2 separate regions of the Arachis hypogaea genome follow, and region 2 is linked to region 1. A link is a contact called in public Hi-C data. All regions are on one chromosome and are shown on one strand. Each heading gives the region's core, a stretch centred on a gene start, on an enhancer-like site or on the middle of the called end of the contact. The rest is flanking DNA. Distances are from core to core; before and after follow the strand shown.

What was found. Hi-C and Micro-C count contacts between places; a contact is called where the count stands out from the background.
Region 2: a Hi-C map of leaf shows a contact between it and region 1, with 4 times the contacts expected there. The contact joins the promoter of LOC112728194 here to the promoter of LOC112728190 in region 1.

Annotation. Positions count from the first base shown.
Region 1 is chr12:109,658,730-109,664,813 of arahy.Tifrunner.gnm2.J5K5, reverse strand. LOC112728190 reads left to right here and starts at 3,339. Exons shown (of 6, transcript XM_025778234.2): 1 at 3,339-3,865; 2 at 4,046-4,153; 3 at 4,351-4,488; 4 at 4,612-4,672; 5 at 5,088-5,212; 6 at 5,593-5,871. The coding sequence starts at 3,488. The coding sequence ends at 5,652. It overlaps LOC112728191 (vesicle-associated protein 1-2), which reads right to left. Exons shown (of 8, transcript XM_025778236.2): 8 at 5,930-6,084.
Region 2 is chr12:109,805,673-109,811,307 of arahy.Tifrunner.gnm2.J5K5, reverse strand. LOC112728194 (protein ACTIVITY OF BC1 COMPLEX KINASE 3, chloroplastic) reads right to left here and starts at 4,256. Exons shown (of 8, transcript XM_025778239.3): 1 at 3,640-4,256; 2 at 3,312-3,539; 3 at 2,480-2,815; 4 at 1,632-2,187; 5 at 1,227-1,413; 6 at 644-1,010; 7 at 145-288. The coding sequence starts at 4,041. The coding sequence ends at 169.

The DNA.
Region 1 (6,084 bases), core at 2,090-4,589:
GTGAAACACTAAATGTGATTCGGAGGGTGAGACACATGCGTGGCATACATGATGATTAAGTGGGTGGTGAGAAGCTTGACAATATCTGAAGGAAAAAGGAAGCGAATGAAAGGGTAGGAAAAAAGAAGGAAGGAGAAAGGGAGGGGATCGTCGGCGGGGCACTCACGAGAGAGTTGGAAGAAGATTTAGAAAGAGAAAGAAAGAAAGAGTGTGAGAGAGGATGATGGTCGCAGTGGAAAGGTGGATAATTTGGAATTTTTGAATAGTTTTTTAGGATTTGGATATTTCTGTCATACGGAACTCAATTTTTATGAGTATAATAATGGTCATTTTTTTATTTGATGGATACATTTATCAGCGTCTGTATCTCTCATGAGTTATGAATACATATAATAATTCATTCTAATATATAAATAGTTGATTCTTTTAACTTTGGACTCATTCTTACATAACATGGGAAAAAAGAGTATAAATGCATGAACTTAAGGTACAAGGCTACAAGCAAGACCACATTGTACCGTAGAATGCCACATACATTGATATATGGAAATTATTTTTAAAAAGAGTTTCTACTTATTAATTAATGACAAAGAACAAGAAACAAACAATGTCAAAGCAAGAAATAATAACAATAATAATATGCTATTTTTTAAAATCACGTTTGTGTATATGCAATGATACTTGAAGCCAAAGTTTGTGTATGTTCATGTTTAGAAATGCAATAATTGATGACAACTATTGTGCACTGGTTTTCTTTCAAGTCCTTTGGGTAATGCAATCCACACATGCAAAACACATCAAGAAGTTGACAATGTCCCTAGCTATATCAGAATGACCCAAAATGTATCGTCTTTTGCGGGATATTTAAGGGCCTAATATACTCCTTTATTTGTCTCTGAAACTTCCATTGTGTCTCATAATAAAGAGTGCATGATGTCCTCATGTTTTATTTTATTTTATTCTTACATAGTCCTTTTTTTTTATGAATTTAATATCATCAGTCAACCTACTAAAATCGAAGCATATTACAAAGTTTAATACAAATTTATATAAATACTTATAAATTACCTACAAATGAGCTCTTAATACAAAAGTAGAAAAAGACTCATATTTATATTCAATAATGCTTAAGTATACATAGAAAAATCAACTATTAGGCCACTACTTATAGAAATATGTATTTAGTATTTTATAATTTTTTATTATAAACTTTAAACAAATTTGATTATTATACTATGATAGATTTAATTATTCTATAATTGATTATTTAGTTAAAATTAAAGAATATGTATAAATATATTCAAATAATAATAGCTAACATAGTGATCGATTGATTTTAATATATATGAACATTTTTTTTTATTTTCATTCTAATTTTTATTTGCTATTGTGATCTACTTTTGAAGTCAAATTAAATATGGTGAGGAAGTTTGTCATAAACATCTATTCGCATTGAATTTAGGGACACAGGAAAAAAAACATGGTTCAGGCTTTATTGAAAGGTTTAATTATTTTTAGTTTTACCGATGAATCTATGTTTCGACCCAATTAATATTGGGACGCTTAATTTGTTGGTTAGCATATTAGAATTTGTTAGGAAAATAAATAAAAATATTGATTATTGAGTTATTGTATTGAATATAAAAATTAATCATCCCGAATAAATAAAATATTTTATATTTATATTCCAAACAAACTTTAATAATATGCTAACTAATTAATTAAACGGTTTAGGGTTGACTTTTTTTATATAAAAAATATATTAGTATTTTTATTAAAAATAAAATTATTTAGTGTAATTATAAGTGGATGGATTTTGTAGGTAAAAAGTCAACACATAGCAATACCTGCATGTTGAACACATTGCAACATCTTGATTAACACGTAAAAATCGCGTTGAATAATTTTCATAATATTATAATATATTTCAAATATTAATATTCAACTAAAATATCATCTTCATTTCTATATTAAAAAAAACTTCCGGCAGTTTAGTCATATTGGATTTAGATCCTCTAAAGTTTGAATTTTACTTCAGAGAATAAAGTTTGGATCCTCTACCATTGAATGATTTCTCTTTCATATTTATTATTGGTCCACCTATTAAATAAATAGTGAGAGATCACACTTTACTCTTTAAAGTGAATTTCAAACTTTAGAAGATCCAAATCCTAGTATATTAGTTGGTTCATAACGACGCAAGTGTCGTATTGATTGAAGTCATTATCATAACCACCAAATTATGGAACAGGGTAGGGTCAATATTAAAAGTTAGGAACACGATTTAGTCAAATAAAACATAAAATCTTATACAAACATTTTGATTTATAAAAGCGGGATAATTTGCACATACATATCTTTTTACATGGTAATATTAGATATGGTATGTCGTTAAGCTAAATTAACGAAAAAAAACCAAAAAGAATACAAGACATGGAATTTTCTTAAAATACAAAGGGTGAAGCTTCAAACTATATATAGTATAGTTCTCGAAAGACTTATTATGATGGGACATCAATTTTGTCCTCAAAACGTTAAATTTTGTTTGGTATTAATCCAGACGTCAACCTTCTGATGCAAGAAAACGATGAGGTATGATATGCTACATTATTTACTACTCAAAGGTCAAAACAGCATGATTTCATTTCACCCTTAAATATTTATTTTATCATGCACCATTTTATTATATTTTATGTTGTTGTTTTACTTTTTTTTTTTTTTTTTAGTAGACTCGCCACTCAAGTAAAAAGTTTGGAATACATTCTACAAAAATTTGGATTCGAGTCTTCTTAGAATAACTTACTCAATCTATAAGTAGTAGATTGACTAATATTGAATCTTCCTAAACTTTGGTTTATATTAAACAGAAGAGTTGATTTAATTTTAAAATTTAATTTGAAATGATGTAAGACTAAAATTTTAACATTTGGATTTTTAATATTTTTTATTTTATTCCATTTTTTCCCTTAACAAGCATTCAGAGAATGGGAGCAAAGAAGTTTGCCGTGTAAAAAAAAAAAAAGAGGAGATTCAGGAGTCAGGAGTGAATTCTTTGTTTTTTTTTTTTTCTTACAATATCTCTTAACACAATAGATTAAAGACTAATTCATTGCAGGTTGAAGTTTTATTTAAAGGTTTGCTACATTGGTTGTTGCATGCACAAAAAAAATTTCGAACTCTCAACACTTGTTTTAAATCAATTAAAATTGATTTTTTTATGGGTATAGATTACATGAGTGTTTTGGGCCTTAAAAAAAGTAATTTAAAATTCCGTAGTTGACATTTGTTAGGCCCAATAGGCCCAATTGTTGACCCAAATTAATGAGACCAAAACAAATGAGGGGGAAAATGACAGCGCTGATCCCACGTTACCCGCCGAAACTCCGAGTGTGTGGGTGTGGCGGCGTGGCGCTTCAATTCACGAACTCGTGGAAGTGGAATTGGGAAAAGCGTGAAATTTTCGATTAATTGGAGGGAAAAAGGAAAAATGTCAAGACGCGATGTACCTGATTCTGATCCAGATGACGATGGCTCAGCTTCAAGCTCCGGCGAGGAAGAGGAAGAGGCGGAAGAAACCACCGTTGCCGCGACCGCAAAGACGGTTTCGGAGTACGAGAAGCAGAGGCTATCGAGAATAGCGGAGAATAACGCAAAGCTGGAGGCACTAGGTCTGCATAAAATGGCGGCTTCCTTGTTGAAAAGAAAAGGGAAAGAGAAGCTCAAAGAAGAAGAACTAGATGATCATGATGATGATGATGATGAGTATATCCCCGATGATGATGCAGAAGAACCAGTATCAGATTCTTCGGACGATAAAGATGAAGAATTTGTGATCGGAAATGCTTCTGGATCGCGCAAAAGGAAGGTAATTCACTGAAAACCTTGTTATTTTAGGGTTTAACCTTTTCTGGTTGCTGTTGTTGAAATGGGGCAAAAATTGCAAAATTGAGTTACTTGTTTTGTTGTTGGTGTTGGTAGAATGTTCAATTTAAGATAAAGCTACCCAATTATGATGTTTATTACTGTCCTCATACCTATGCAACAGGTGAAGGACAAAGGTTTAAAAATGAAAGCTAAAGTGTCTGGGAAGAAGCATTGTAATAGGAATTCAGAGTACGTTGATGGTGATGATGAAGATGAAGCTTTGAGGCAGGTAATTTTGATGTTTAGATCATGTTTGTTTTTGTTTTGTTTGTTATATACATCCTAAACAATTTAGCCTACATGAGACACTTTGTTGATTCATCTCTCATTTGATTAGATTTCAATGGAGTCCACATTAGTTGGTTTAGCGTTTTCGATAAACGAGTGCAACAAACATTTCTCTAACTATATTATAGTTGTGGATAGGCAATTGCTCTTTCCCTGCAAGACAGTGGTGTAGAAGATTCCTCTTTCAAACATGTAGTGAAGAACATTACTAAGTCTGAGAAAAAGAGGAATATTCAAAATCAAGAGGATAAAGAAAGAAAGAAGAACAAGAAATCGGTTTGTATTGAGTCATTCGTTTATCTGTTCAGAAAATTCATCTCCTTTATAATTTTTTTAACTTGAATTATTGGAGTGATTCACTTACATATCTTTTAGTTAATATTTTGATTGTGACTACAGTTTGCTAGTAGACTGCAAATGACTGAAGATGAACTCATTGTACACTTCTTCCAGCTTGATGGTAATGTCTTCTACTGTTATCCATAAAAAAAAGGAACCATTTCTTTTTTTTCCTCATTAAGCTCTCAATTTTCCAATATAGTCTAAGAAGCCATTTTTAGCCCATCACAATTCTATATTATTAATGTTTATCGCATGAGCAATTTGCTCTAATGCTCTATGTTTTTGTATGCATTGATTGGCCTCTATAGTATATACCTTCTTCAAATGGTAAGTCTATATTTCTGTTTTAGGTATCACATATTTGACATTGATTAGGATGAGATTAAGCAATATCTTGCTTATGTAATTATTTTATTATGACTAGGTTCTAATCTTATGTGTAAATGAGAGTAGAAAGCTTTTTTCTTTGCTGTTTTTTAACTCATCACAAGGTGTTGGTGCTTGACAATGACAAGTGAAGTTGTGGCGTGCAGAAGCAGGAAAAGGAACTGTATCAATGAGAGATCTACAAAGAGCAGCCATAGCTCATGATTTCTCTTGGACTGACAAAGAATTGGTCGATATGATTCGTTGCTTTGATAGTGATGGAGATGGAAGGGTCAGTATTAAATAGCATTTTTCAATTGTTCTTGTGTTGGGAAAGTTACACTTGCCTCTAGAATTTCGGTTAAGTTCAATCCGATCCTTTATTTTAAATAAAATAGGCCTTGACCTCCTAAAGGAAGGTTTTTAGTTTTTGGGGAGGATTAATATGTATATGAACAAATAGAGGCAGGTCAAGATTAATTTCACCAAATCTCAAGGATGTAATTTAGCCGTTTGTTTTTGGTTGGACATCAAGAAGAACATCAATCACCATCTAGGCTCTAGAACTTGACCATTTTCAACTTGAATTTTGATATTGCTAAAATATTATAGAATGACATCTATTTTGACCATATGTAATTAACTACTTAAGAATGATTTGTTGTGCTGCAGATAACCCTTGACGATTTCCGGAAGATTGCTGTTCGATGCAACTTGATTAGAGAGTCTTAATTTTGTCATATAGCAATTCACAGATTACTGTATAAATTTGCCATCACTAGAGAGACTCTGAATGTATTGATTTCGTGCGGAGTCACACATAATGACGTTACTCTCCATCTAATAGCAATTGTCAGTGATGAAATTGACATATTTCAAATTCTATGTATTTGAAAATTATGTATATAGTTATCTAACTATATTAACTTTTAAATATTCTAATTTTGTTAACTTGACAGCTGTGGGTAAAGTAGCATCTAATTTGGTCTAGTCACTAGTGGCTAGTATATTAGTTTAGAATCACAATACCACTTGCTCATTTTTCTTTTTCCTTATTTTTGTGAAAACCAAAAATAGTATCACAGAAATGGCAAACCTAAATAAAATTCAATCATCTGTGCCACATAAGATTGTTATACAAATTTCCAAATTTCTTAAACCTGT
Region 2 (5,635 bases), core at 3,007-5,506, 150 kb before region 1:
GATTTTCTCATCAACGATTCGAACACTAAACTTTACTCTCTAAAGTGCAACTTGCATTCGACAAGAGCCAAATCAATACTAATTAATAAGATCATATCAGTACAAACTCTTGAATAGCCTAGAGCAGGATGAAAAGTCATTCACCTAGACTTTCCGGTGATGCGAAATCTACGACGACGATGATGTTTGCACTCGGAGTACTTGCTGGAGAAAGCGTGCTGCAAGGCGTTGAGTGATACCACCCACGACACGCCCCCCAAGTCTGCGAGCCTCAGGTTGCTGAAGGACCTGTTCATATATTAATGTAGAAAGTTACTATGAAAGCCAAAAACTGATTGAAAATCCAATTGAACAAATCACTCGAACAAGTACTAAGTAAATTTCAAAATTTTTCTATTTCTATATATCCATTTCATTGAATATATTAGTAATGTTCCTCTAACTTACTTCGAGTCTCACAGAACGATGAAATAAGAATACTCTACCAAAAGAAAAAAAGGATTGCTCCTCCAAACTTATTGTAAACGATCATAATGACATAAAAGCTGGTATAGATACCAAAAGACACAAGTCCAAAAAACAGAAAAAAAGAAAAGAAAAATAGTATCCGAAATACGATGATGAGGCAAGCTTGAGATCTTACCTGTAGTATTGGTAGCAAAAGTGTTGGTTCGAAATCATTAGAGGTTCTCAGAAGTCCCCATACCCTAATCACTTGATCCCTTAGCTCTATCATACTTTGCAATTCAGTTTCTGACATTGCAAGGGGTCCATTGGCATTAGCATTGAAAACAAGGTTCCTCATAAAGTCAGGAAGAGCCTGGTATGTTGAGGAAATAGTGCCAATAGTAAAAGCTTCGGATACGCGAACAGCCTCTTTGATTACTAGAGTCCTTAGCTCTTCACCATCTGGACTTAATAATACCTTCAGAACAGGTTGTAGAGCCTCTTTCGCTGAGAAATCTCGGTCCTTCTTCCCTTGAGCTAGCAGGTTTTCAAGTCTATTCCATCTGCACTAGACTAGATCAATGAATATTCCAGCATACATAATAAAACAATATTATACTAATATAGGAGACAGAAATTAAAGACAGAAAAATACATGGCTATATTATTCTAACCGTTTATTATTTAATAACAGTTACTTTTGTTGATTGTGGCAATATATGATTGGATATAAGACCATATTCAACTAGTGATAGATCAAAATAGTGGAGACTACAAACCTGAATTTTGCATCCTTGAACAGCAACTCAATAAGAGCATCTCTTAGATAGGGATTTGGGTCCGTTAGGAGCCTCTTAGCAAAATATGGGTATGAAGCAGCAAGCACCTTAAAATTCGGATCAGCATAAAGGGCTAAACCTTCTAAGACAGTGAGAGACCTCAATATTAATGCATAGTATGCCGGCACTGTCAATGGAAGGGACCAAGAAAACATTAAACAAAAGCAACTGATTAGACTTGCAAGAAGACAGGAACAAACAGCTGGTTTTCATATAAGTCCACAACTATATCACTCCTCCAAGATTGAAAATGGAAGTTGCCAAATAAATGATTAAACCTTTCATGTTTAACATTTGTAGTTAAATGATAAGACATTGAAACTTGAAAGGCATAAATGATCTTACCATTAAATGGATATTGATACAAAACATTTCCCAGACCATCCACTAGTGTTTTGAAGTTAAGCTCGCTCACGGTATAATTAAGTGCATCATCGAAAAAGTCGCGAAGTGCCGGTACAATTGGAGACACATCGACATCACTTGACAAGAAATCAAGAGCATAATAATCACGAGCCATAGCCTCATAGTCCCGGTTAACCAAGTGAACAACATGACCAATTATGGCAAATCTTGCTTCTTCTGGTGTCTCGCTCATCATCCCGAAATCTAGAAAAGCAAGCTTTCCCTCGGGTGTTGCCAAGAGATTCCCAGGATGAGGATCTGCATGGAAATATCCATACTCAAGTAGTTGTCTAAGGCTGCACTGAATGCCGGCGTTCACCAAATCCAAGACCTTTAATCCTTGTTTCTCAATTGCTTCTTGCTCGTTGAGTTTGACTCCATCAACCCATTCCATTGTTAGTACTTTAGCACTTGTGTAGTCCCAGAAAACATCGGGGACGAAAATATCCTGCTTGTCGGCATACAATTTTTTGAACCTCCTTGCATTTTGTCCCTCCTGCAGGAACCTGTCAAAATTAACACTCAATCCTAAACAAAAAAGACTTGGATTACAAATATGTCTTCTTAATCCATCGATGATTGAGGCACACACCAGATTAAGATCTTACAAAGAAAGAAGGCTCAGTCATACATTCTTACCTTCTGCTTGTGCATTAGGCAAATAGTCCACCACTTACTTTTGTTTAGCCTTTCTTCGAAAAAGGAAAACCAAGATGCTTAAATTGATAATAGATGTGTGCTTAGCTACAACTAGAATACAAATTTAGATATTTGACAGAAAAACTAACCTGCACATAGTTAAGCTCTTGAAATACCCTCCGTGCAAATTCGTCAATAAGTGCAACAACATTGGTGGTTATTACATCCACATATTTATTTATAAGAAACCCTAGGCCTCTTATAAGGTAGAAATCCAATCCAATAGCTTCCTCTATACCAGGGCGTTGCACCTTTACGGCAACAAGTTTCCCAGAGTACTTCAGCCGAGCCTTGTAAACTTGGCCTAAACTGGCTGCTGCTATGGGTGATGGAGATATAGTCGAGTAGATAGATTCGAGGGATAGTCCTAATTCTTCCTCAATGCATGCAAAGGCATCCACATCAGGAAATGTCGGCAAACCATCCTGATCAATAACAAAAATGACCGATACAACCTAAGTACCACTATTTCATAACTCACAGTTCACACTTCACACACTCCTCCTTTCATAATAGAAACATAATAGACTAATCAAAATTAGTGAAGAAATTTCATTGCATATTTTTAATGTCTTATAAGAGCACATTCATCCAAATTATGTGCTAAAGAGCTTCATAATACATATGCAGCATATTTGACATCAGACACTCAACCAAATCAAAATTCTCATCAATTACATTGCTAACTCCATAAATCCCTAGAAACCTATAATGTATGCATATTGTATGCATATCTGCATCAAATGCAACTACCTTAAACTACTTAAATTTGTGACTAACTTTTTGTACTCATATTCATATTATTGCAGCATAGCAGGAAACATTCTTTACATAACAGAATAGTCTCAAAGAGATTTGCAATTGAAACATATGTTTAAAAAAAGAATGAAATTTCGAAAGAGGAGAATAGAAATACAATACTTGAAGTTCAGAGAGCTCTTCCAAATACTCAGGTGGACACAAATCAGGTCTAGTAGACAATCCCTGACCCAATTTCACAAAAGTAGGTCCCAATCTAGTGAATATGGTCCTAAGCTCAATTGCACGAATCCTCTTATTCTGATCAAGCGTCCCATTCCTTTGGTCAATGAAAAGCTTCAACGCAAAAGTACCCAAAGCACTCAGAATCTGAAAGGTCCTTCCCACCACCTACACCAACAACCAAGAAAAGGGGTTAAATTGCCAATCAATTCACAAAATCAAGCCATACCCAGAATTTATATTGCCAAAAAGATTCAAACTTTGGAACCTTGAAGGGTCGTGATTTGTATCTGGAGGCAATGAGTTCAGGGGTGTATAGAGTGGCATTGGAAGCACGTGCCATGGCTCTTGCTTCGGCTTGAAGGTCATCAGCACGGTCAGCAGGGAGTGCAAGAACCTTCACTGATGGTTGTGGTGGCCGTGGTGGTGGCGCAGCTGAGGTTGGTGGTGGTGGTGGTGGTGGTGTTGCTTCCACGAGTGCAGCACGTGGTTGTTGTGGATTCAGCCATGTTAAGCTTCTGGTTCTGGTTATGGTTCTTTTGGGTCTGAAAGAGTTTGTTTTTGTGGTGAATTTTGAGAAGGAAATGGAAGCATGGTAAGAAGAAGAAGAAGAAGAAGAAGAAGAAGAGGGTTTGGGAGAAGAAACCAAAGGTGCTGAAACTGTAGCCATGGATAGTTGGATAGTGGGTTCTTTCCTACACAGGAAAAAAAGCCAAATTGACCCAAATTGAATGTTTGAGCAAATGGGAATTACCAACTGACAAATTATTGTTATTAATATTAAATAATACTAATAAGAACTCCAACGTGTAAAATAGCAAGTCAGATTTACATGTTAAGAGTTTTTCTAAGATATTTTTGTAATACATTAATTGAAAACAAAATAAAAAAAAATTACTATGTAATGACTTTTAGAAGAGCTCTTACCAGTTACCAACAATTATTTTTTCCACAACGCCTTGGATAATAAAAAGAAGTCTAAAATTATTTTAAACGAAATGCTGATATATTTAAGAAAAAATGAGAAGTGCTGTATTTTTTTAATTAATTTACTATTAAAAATAAAAAATAAAACATGATAAATTTTAAATTTAAAAGGAGTGCAGTACTTTTTATCTAATAAAAAATATTTAAATATGAGTTATTATTTTATGAGAAGACAAAAATAAAATTATTGGTACTTAATAAACAGAAAAAAATATTTATAATTCAATAGTGATTAATTTTTTATTTTATTATTTTGTTAATTTAAAAGCTCTAAATTCATTAGTTCAATATATAAAATATCGGATATTCATATATTTAGAATGAGTCTTACCAATGACACCTATTTAAATTATTCAAGACAAATAAAAGCTTAATTTTTCTTTTACAAATAACAAATTTATATATATATTGTAGTTGTGGGGTAAATATGCCTTAAAGGAAAGAAAAATGACAAACATTATTTCCAGTAAAGTAAGTCCATATTTGAATCCCAATAATAATGATTAAGTGCTATAGTCTATGTGAACCTCATATATTTTCATTTTTCAATAAAATCACCATTTATTTACATAATATCTGCTTTGTAGCACTAATTTTAATTACTTTCAGCTTAAGCTAGCTACTCCTTATGTACATACGATGAGTAAGGAACATTTAAATCCTATTTATTATCTTTTGTACAAGTATTTAGTATCATTAAATTAATAATTTAATTCACTAAAAATACATAAATAATATTTATTATCTTTTCTATCTCATTCTTTGCTTTTCAAATAGTAGAACTTTTAGTTTAATTGCTTAAATTAACATTAAAAAATGTATAGAAAAAAAAAAAACCTTTTTTTTTTTTACATATTTGCCAGCACTACGGCAGTTTGAGTTTCAAAGATATTTCAAGGAAGCTCTGGATTTTTGTCTTTTTTTTTTTTTTGGTTTTCAGAAAATTTATGGCATGCAACTAACGTTCTTGTTCCGTGGCCGACAAATAGTTAGAGTCGTGTACACTTGTGGGTTGTAATGTTGCCAAGGATCAACATCAACTACCTCTCATTTGGATATTATAAGAAAAACAAAATGTTTTAGATTCTGTATTTTGTAGTTTTTTAAGGCGTCAAACTTCAATTACACTAGGAACACACATGCCTAATGAAATAACTAAACCTATGTTGTAATGCATGTTAATTAGTAGAGAATTGTCATGCGTTTCACTCCCCTATTTTCATCTCAATTCTCATCATGTGTTTCACAGCTTATTTAGGACTCATTTATTTTTTATT